Regions from separate parts of the Mus musculus genome. Here region 1 is linked to region 2. Evidence: chromatin contacts called from public capture Hi-C data. All regions are on one chromosome and are shown on one strand. Each heading gives the region's core, a stretch centred on a gene start, on an enhancer-like site or on the middle of the called end of the contact. The rest is flanking DNA. Distances are from core to core; before and after follow the strand shown.

Region 1 (3,933 bases), core at 736-3,235, 270 kb after region 2:
AGATGTGAGCTACCCATACTGAGACAGTTTCATAGTTCTTAATCGCACATCTTTCTGGGCTGCTATTGGTAGCTTATAGTTCTTGTATGTGGCTTTTGTGTAGCTTCTCCCCAACTCTTTTTTGGTAAGCTAACCAGCTCTGATTCTTAGCAGTGTGAGGTAAGGAGTGTTAGGCCCTCTGTACACAGTAACTCAGCTGGGATTGTTGGGATCGTTATATCCATAGTAATTACCACTAAGACACATCGCTAAGTGCGAGTCTGAGCTGCTCAGTGATGTCTGCCATCTCAGGAAGCAGCCTGCACTGAAGCATGACAGTCAGGTCTTTGATGCCCTCAAGACGGGCGAATGAATCACTTAGCTCTCCTTTTCATTCACTAATAACAGTAAGTGTGTAACTTGTGTGGCACCCTTACCTGAAATGCTTTTCTCGCCTTATACTGAACGTGGGCATACCTGTTTTCTGAGTAGTAAGGTGAGAAGAGGGAGATGAGGGGGAGGTGAAAATCGTTATGTGGTAGAGTCTTATGAGCTAACAGTTCAGAAAACTCTTAAGGACAGTGTAGCTTTCTCCATGGCTTCAGTTGAGTTGTAGGAAACTCAGGGTAGAAACTGAACATCCAGCTTCCTTTGGTGGTTTGTTCATCTTGCTTTAAGCATCTAGTGATGGTAGAAGGTATATTGAAGATACTCAGTAGATGACTTAAAGCCTTTTGTATTGTTACTTGTGAATGTTTGTGGAGCCAGGAAGCTGTAAGGGGAGCACTTCTGTGGCTGCTAATTGTGAGATTTATTGCTGGGCATCCATCCCCTCCGAGAACTTCATGGACAGAATGCTCCCTCTCCCTCTCCCACTGTGACTTTAGAAGTCACTCTTCACCCTGCCTCTCTGACACCATGGGACTCTTTTATCTTGATTGTTTTTCTCTGTCCACTTCAGTCCCAGAGAAAGTAGCTTAGCTGGCACACTAGTGACTTACTTAGGAAGATGATTGTCACAACCTAGATTGTAATAAAGTCTACATTTGGAGAACTCTTGCAGATAGTGGTCACCTGTTAACTTCCTATGTTTTTGGTGTTTGGCTAATAAGACAATTGCAAGCCTATAAAATGTAATGAAGTTTGTTTGTTTCAGCTGAGCAACCAAAACAGAAATAGTAGTTAAAACTGTTTTACCCCTATTTCCCACCTCCTCAGGGAAGCCCAGATACCTTGGCTTGGCTTCTGTAGAGGTCACGATGAAGAAAACAGCCTTATGAGAAGGGAACTGCCTGGTTGTGCCAGGACACATTTGGAACCGTGAAAGGCAGCCTGTTTTCTGGTCGAGCTAGGTTTAAACCCCGGAGACCCTGCAGATTAATCTGCAAGGGACAGAAGGCCCGTTTGCCATGCTCCCAGACATAGGCTCCTGACATGAGGCCCCAGCTCCATAATTCTGTGGCCATCAGTCACGTAGGATGTCTAGACTCCACAGTTACCTGGCAACAGCAAGGTAGCACAGCCCACTGTAAAAGGAGCTGCTTGCCCCTTCTCACTCTCTTGCTCTTACTCTGGCTCCCTTGCTCCCCCATCTCCGCCTTCCCTTTCCCCACTCTTCGCCTGGCCATGGCTGGCCTCTACTTCTCTACACTTCTCCCTCTCTATGCCTTTCTACAATAAATACCCTAAAACCATGGACTGCCTCTTCTCATCGGATCCCCCATGCTGGAGCAGTGGAGCAGGTTTCCCCCTAAAGAGCGGCGCATCTAACCTCCCGTTGGGCTCTACGCTCCAGCCACAGCCACCACTAACCCAAGCCTCCTGAGCTAGCTAGACTCTCTCCTACTCCTTTCCCTTTGGCACCCAGGCCAGAGTCCACCCGAGGGTCCCTACTTTGTTCTCAGCTCTTCCGCGACATACAGCGGTGCCTGGAATGTCCAAGAGTGAGAACCTGTTGTCCCTGGCTTCCCTGTAGCCCAGGCATCCCAGAACTGGCTCTTCCATGGTGCCCGATGGTCCGTGGTGCTTGAGAGACTGAGCCTGACTCAGGCAGTTCTGCGTGGACCCCTGACTGCCCCTTTTCCAACTCCCGGAGCAGGATCCCACGGCTTCCCACAGTTCAAGCCTGTCCAGCGGTTCCTTAGGGTTGCTCACAGTCAGACTTCCTGCCTTGCCCAGTGGCACTAGCCCCAAGGGATGCAGGACCCCATTTTTTTACCCCACAGAGACAAGGGATATAAGGAGAAGAGTGACAAGCACTTATGTTCCATGCAGGATGACCTGAGAGTCAGGGAAGGGTAGAGAGCATCAGTTTTTTTTGTTTGCCTTGGGAATATTTTAAATATTTAATACATAAATAAAGAGACAGCTTATACTGTAAGTTCTAATGGTACCCTATATGTAGCTGCTTATAAGTATACATTAATTGTGCCATGGAGGGCTGCAGAGTAGCTCAGTGGTAGAACATTGCCTGGTGGGCATGCCTGGGGCTCATTCCTCAGATCCCACCCACAGTCCTTTACAAGAATGTTGGTTGTAGCTTTCCAAAGTTTGTGTTTGTAGTTATATATTTATAGTATAAAAAAATGAAGAGAACAGAACTTACTGTGAACAATCACAGTAAAGTTAGTCTTGCTCAGGTCACTGAATGCAGCAGCTAAAAGAAAAGGGATGAATGAATCAAATGTCTATATATACGCGTGACTGTGTGTGTGTATACATTCATACATATGTATCTAGAAAGGAGTGCAAAGCCATGCACATACTCGACTTAATACACACACTTCGTAAGGTGCTGTGTATGGAGAAAGCTACAACATTGCTGCAGTGGGAGAAGTGGCTGTCCTGGGGATGCTGAGCCAAGGAGCCCGCCCGCTGGGAGGGTGGGCCTGGGCCCGTGAGAGAGCTCACACTCTCATGCGGCACTTGTGTGGGTTTGGTTTGGTTTGAGACAGGGTTTTTCTACACATCTTTGGCTGTCCTGAACCCCACTGTGTAGACCAAGCTGGCCTCAAACTTAGAGATCATCCTATCCCTGCCTCCTGAGTGCCGGGGTTAAAGGTGTGCGTTACTACTCCTAGCCCCTGCAAATATAATATATGCTATATATTATGTATGAATATACTTCATAATTATGTATGGTATATTATTATATATTAATATATTTCACAAAAACAAAAATGGGGCTGACTTGTGCTTCAGTGGTAGAGTACCCGCTTAGCATGTATGGGGCTCTGAGTTTGGTATTAAGCTATGGAAAAATAATTTTTAATTAAAATTATAAAAAAATACAACATTGACCTCGATTTAAAACTTTTAAAACTGTTGGAAGAAAATATATCAGATAATTTTTGTGATCTTAAAATATGTAAAGATTTCTTAGAAATGATGCCAAAATAGACCATGAAACTTTATAGGAGACTATGTGAGAGGAACAAGATGTGTTTGGAAAAGATGTGTATGGAAGTGGAAAGGAAGCTACTGAAAATGGACAGATGGAAGAACGAGGGCAGAGATGAACTGAAGGGATGAAATAAACAATTTGTAAAGTCCTATAATGAAAACTAAAGCTATGAAATTAATGGAAAAAGAAATGATACCCAAAGTATAGTGCAGACATAGGAAAAATAAGTTGAAATTGTCAAAATTAATGGTGTTTTACATTGTAAAAGAGAGGGCTGGAGAGATGGCTCAGCAGTTAAGAGCACTGGCTCTTCTTCCAGGAGTCCTGAGTTCAATTCTTAGCACCCACCTGGAAACTCAGAACTGACTGTAACTATAACCCCTTAGGATCTGACGCCCTCTTCTGGTGTGCAGATGCAGATGCTGACAAATTACCCATATAAATAAAAATAAGACCTTTAGAAAAAGAGAAGAGAAAGAAAATAGTCTTGGGGAACATATTTGCAGATCATACGAGGCAAGTTACACCCAAGTAACACAATGCAGTGTTCA
Region 2 (4,373 bases), core at 1,500-3,999:
GCAGACCCCATTTCTAAAACCCCATTTCTTCTCTCACTGTCTCCTTTTCCCAGTGCTGCGATAGTCAGAACTAATAGATAAAGAAGTTTCAATCATTCCTTGGGATTTTTAATGCTGAATGTTTGATGGTTCATTATTTTAGTCTTCGTCCAATTTGTTAAAATAAGAACAGGCAGAATGTCTCTCCACAGACACGCTGTTCACTTGGGACTAAGGAAGAGTACGCACTCTGGACCACGTGTGTTGAAGAATGACAAACAAGGAGCTTGTGAAGGCACAAAGGCACCTATGGTGTGTTAGTTCCCACCAGCCCGAATCATCATGGCCAATCTGATTAAAGCAAGAAATTAATTAAAACAAGATTTTATTTTTTATAATAACAAATAATTCATTTATTATTTCAAGCCCAAGGTGGGGTTTGAGAGATGGGCTTTGGAAGTGAGGAAGACGATGTTTTTATAAAGCTCGGGGGGTAAGGAGTTTTCAAATGGGGGGTTCAGCAGGTGAAGTAGGTGGGGTTCCAGGAGCAGAGTACAAGCATAACGAGTTCATCCCTCCTTACACAAAGACATGGTTGCAAGGTGGGCAAAACACAGCAGTCATCCCTGCTCATACAACCCTTGAAACAAAGGTAAGATTGCAAGATTGTCACAAACAACTTTTTTGAAACAGGGACGCCATTCCTGGAACAGGCAGTACAGAATCATTTGTAGTTAAGGTCACAGGTAGGGCACAGCCCAGTTCTCCAGAATGAGCGGTTTAATCATAAACAGGAATGAATCTGGTTTGTCTTTACAGTGGCTTTTAAGCCTAAGATGGAGACACCATAATTCCTCATAAGCAGCCCTGAAGGTTGCTTGCTTATGGCTGTCCCCGGCAAGAGTTGGCCATTACTCAGTGTTAATGCTGATGGAGAGATGTTTTCATAGAACCAGCTTTTCTAGAGCATTTGTTTGAACTGCCCCCCACTCCCCCCGTGTACACATGGAGTCTCAGAGACTCTGCAAAGGGTCTTATTGTCACATAAGCATATATGAAGGCCTGCCTGTCAAGTCACCCTCCTCCCATGTTATGAGAATTTGATGGAAATGACTCTATTTCTTTGCAGGAGTGGTTGTGCGGTCCTACACTGCCAACCAAGGCTATCCTTGAACTCATAGAAACTCCACTGCTTCAAACTTCCAAGTGGAAGAAATAAAGGCTTGCCTGGACCATGGTGCCCAGCTAAGTGACTCTATTTTAATTCTAATACATAAAGGTTTTTTTTATTTATTTAAGTTTATTTTGAGTCTGTGTATGAGTGGTCACCACTGTAAGATGTCAGAGTACAACTTGCAGAAACTGGTCCTCTCTGCTTACCCTGTGCATCTGGAAGATCCAACTCATGTCACCAGATTTCGGAGACAAGAACCTTTAACCATTGAGCCATCTCACTGCCTTAAGAGGGAAGTTAAATAAAATGATGTTATACAAAAATATCCCTGGAATCAGAAGGTCCAAATACCTTATGAATAAATTATGCCGTCCAGAGAACTTTAGGGTGGCTCATTTGTACAGACCGTGCCAAAGCTGGCTATAGGAGGATTATGAGAAATTAACCAAAGAAACATTTTTGATCAAAAGGAAAGAAAGTGAGGTTCATCAGAGAGTCTGGAGGTCTGGCAAAGCCAGGGCACTGGAGAATAGGAGGCGAGCAGAGGTCTAACTACATCTACAGCGTAAGACTGAGGGATCCATGTGGAAGAGGCCGGAGGAATATTTAAGAGCCAGAGAAGCAGAGAGTTTACCGTGAGACTGTGTCTCTGAAAAAAAGTCAGAGAAGCTACGCATATGCAATCTCACAGAAATGGCTGCCTACGTGTGACGTAAGCAAGGGCAACACCTACAGACGCGGTAACCGGGAAAGGAGAAAATTCATGAGACCTTGGCCCGACACAAAGAACTACAGGAAATTAAGAAATGCCACGGGTGGGAGACGCCGTCGTCCTCAGGGGTGAGCGCATCAACTGGGTACCCAACACCCAATGGCCAGCCCTGAAACCGACAGAGAGGCAACATTATGTAGACTGAGCAGGTTGTATTTATATATTTAGGAATACATATTTATGCAACAACAATTAAAGTAAATAGGTCATAAATTTGAGGTGAACAGGGAGGGTTTGTGGGCGGGGCTGGAAGAGGAAAGGGAAGTGGATAAATGATGCAATTACATTATGATCTCAAAAAACCATTCACAAATTATAATTTCAAAATGTACAAGACTAGAGTTGAGAGGTCCAGGGATGAAAGCTCCCTCTGGGGCCAGCACTACAGGAAGGCCCCCCTCCCAGCTGTCTAAGGACCAGTCAGCAGGGAGGACCAGCAAGATTTAAATGAGACTCAATGGGAAGCTAAGAGTAGTCTTTGCATTGTGGCAGCACTTGGGGATGTTTTTCAAATGCAGACTATCTGTCCACCCACCACCACCCCACCTCCCCTCCCCCTCCTGCCAAACATTTGTTCCTTAAGTCTCTAGATTCTGAGCCAGTCTCTGTGACTAACTACTCAAGGGCTGACACCCCGGAGAAAAATGTTGACTCTCAACCAGGCTTAGTCCCACACAGGGGGAGAAAGGGACCATAGTTAAATTTGCTTGAAGCCTGAACGGTCCTTCCAGGAGCTTCTCACAGATTCCAGGAAGCCGGAGCCAGCAACTGAGGTAATGCGGAGCTCTGAAGAGGCGGGTTTCCTTGCCAGTAGAGAGAGAAAGACCATAAGGCTCTCCAGGGGCAGCAGGCGCCAGTGTGCAGCCAGCAGGAACGAGAAGCAGCTGAGCTGCAGCAGCCAGGCAGTCAGGAAATCTGTCTGCCAGGGTCCTGTGTGTGTCCCCTTTGCTCCAGCTGTGGCCTCAGATACCATCTCAGTCTGACCTGGTTTGGACTCCCAAGTTCTGGCCTTTGGGTTTGCCTGTTTCCATGACAACCTATTTTCTGCTTCAGCCATACTCGATCACTGGCTGCGGCATCTGGAGTCATCTATGGTACCCCACCCTATGGCTCCCACTCATCACAGTCCCTGAGGTCCAGGCTGAGAATGGGCCACCCCACATCTGGTTTCCAGACTCCACTCCTTCGTGCCTACACACAGCCTTTGCTTCTGCCTAAGGGTGCAAACTGCTCCCTTCCTCAACAGGGTGAACCTTCTGATGTTACAGCTTTCTACAGGATGTGATGAAGAACCAGTCGCAATGCTCAGCCATTAGAAGCATAGCCTTTGAACTCAAATCTCAACTGCTCATCAATAAGGGAGTTACCTTATCTTTCCACACCCAAGTTCCAAATCAGTTATTGACCACAAACACTAAGTTATAAAGGTATAAAAAGCTCACACTGCATCATCGCAGGATTATCATATAGCCAAGTGTCTTTCCAGGGAAAGTAATTTGTATCCAAATACTCCCATTAACAAAGTATTCCATGTAAACTCTTAAAGTCTAACCTACCCTTAATGCCAAGAGGCCCAAGTCTTCTGGGAAATTTTCATGCTTTTCCTCTAATAAATTCACTGGGCTCCTGGCCCAGTCTGATTTCTGTTGTCACAAAGCATCTAACCAAGAACAAGTGTCTAAACCACGCCTTCTTGCAAGCTGCTGCATGTGGAGTCATCTGTGGTACCCCACACTATGGTTTTAACTTGTCAAGATCCCAAGACCTGGGCTCCAGCTGTCCCGCCCACACCTGGTTTCCAGTGTCTAGTCCCTCATGTCCACTTGCAAGTGCCTGCTTCTCCCTATGGGTGCAATCTGTCCCCTTCCTAAATAGCAGCTTCCAAATCATAGTCCATCATTGAGGGAAGTCAGGACAGAAACTGAACCAGAAATCATGGTGTGATGCTGCTTGCCTGCTCCCACACTGGCTCATGCTAGCTTTCCTATACAGCTAGGGCCAGCTGCTCAGGAAACTTAATGGCACAGCCTGCCCTCGTTCATCAATTAACAACCAAGACAATCCCCTACACATATGCCTATGGGCCAGTCTGCGATTCCCTTCTCAGGTGGCTTCAGGCTGCATCAAGTTGACTATTAAGCTAATGATGACAGCTCTCTGCAAACTCTGAACTGGCTGTCTCTCAGAGCAAAAGATGACAAACAGGCCTTCTGTATTTCCAAATATTTCAATTAATATAAAAAATTCTGCCTGAGAGTCTTTATTAGCTGTGCTCCTATAATCTAAAGGAAACTGGCATAATTTTCGTCTCATTTTTGTGCAAGGTATGTGGGATACCTGGTATATAGAGAGCATTGGATTGGTAATTACTGATTTTCCCCAAAAGGTAAGCAGAGAGTCACTCGAGAGCTGAAAGCATCAGAATAAAACCAGCACAAGTTCTTGCCT

The links. Capture Hi-C pulls out chosen DNA fragments and counts their contacts.
Region 1: a contact with region 2 is called in a capture Hi-C map of embryonic stem cells, with 2.4 times the contacts expected there. The contact joins two enhancer-like sites. A contact is called at or near these places in 1 of 484 Hi-C or Micro-C datasets (nephron progenitors), 6 of 115 datasets of contacts at active chromatin or transcription factors (embryonic stem cells and pancreatic cancer cells) and 1 of 9 other capture datasets (embryonic stem cells).

What each region holds. Positions count from the first base shown.
Region 1 is chr6:140,460,331-140,464,263 of GRCm38.p6, forward strand. The region is part of intron 3 of Plekha5 (pleckstrin homology domain containing, family A member 5); the gene reads left to right. Among named protein-coding and RNA genes, the nearest start is that of Plekha5, 38 kb to the left of the region's middle. Within about 2 kb of position 1,986, at least 12 of the 459 cell types and tissues checked have an H3K27ac peak or open chromatin away from gene starts, as enhancers often do. A contact at or near this core is called in embryonic stem cells, where this site is marked.
Region 2 is chr6:140,190,847-140,195,219 of GRCm38.p6, forward strand. No RefSeq gene overlaps it. Among named protein-coding and RNA genes, the nearest start is that of Gm30056, 92 kb to the left of the region's middle. Within about 2 kb of position 2,750, at least 45 of the 459 cell types and tissues checked have an H3K27ac peak or open chromatin away from gene starts, as enhancers often do. A contact at or near this core is called in embryonic stem cells, where this site is marked.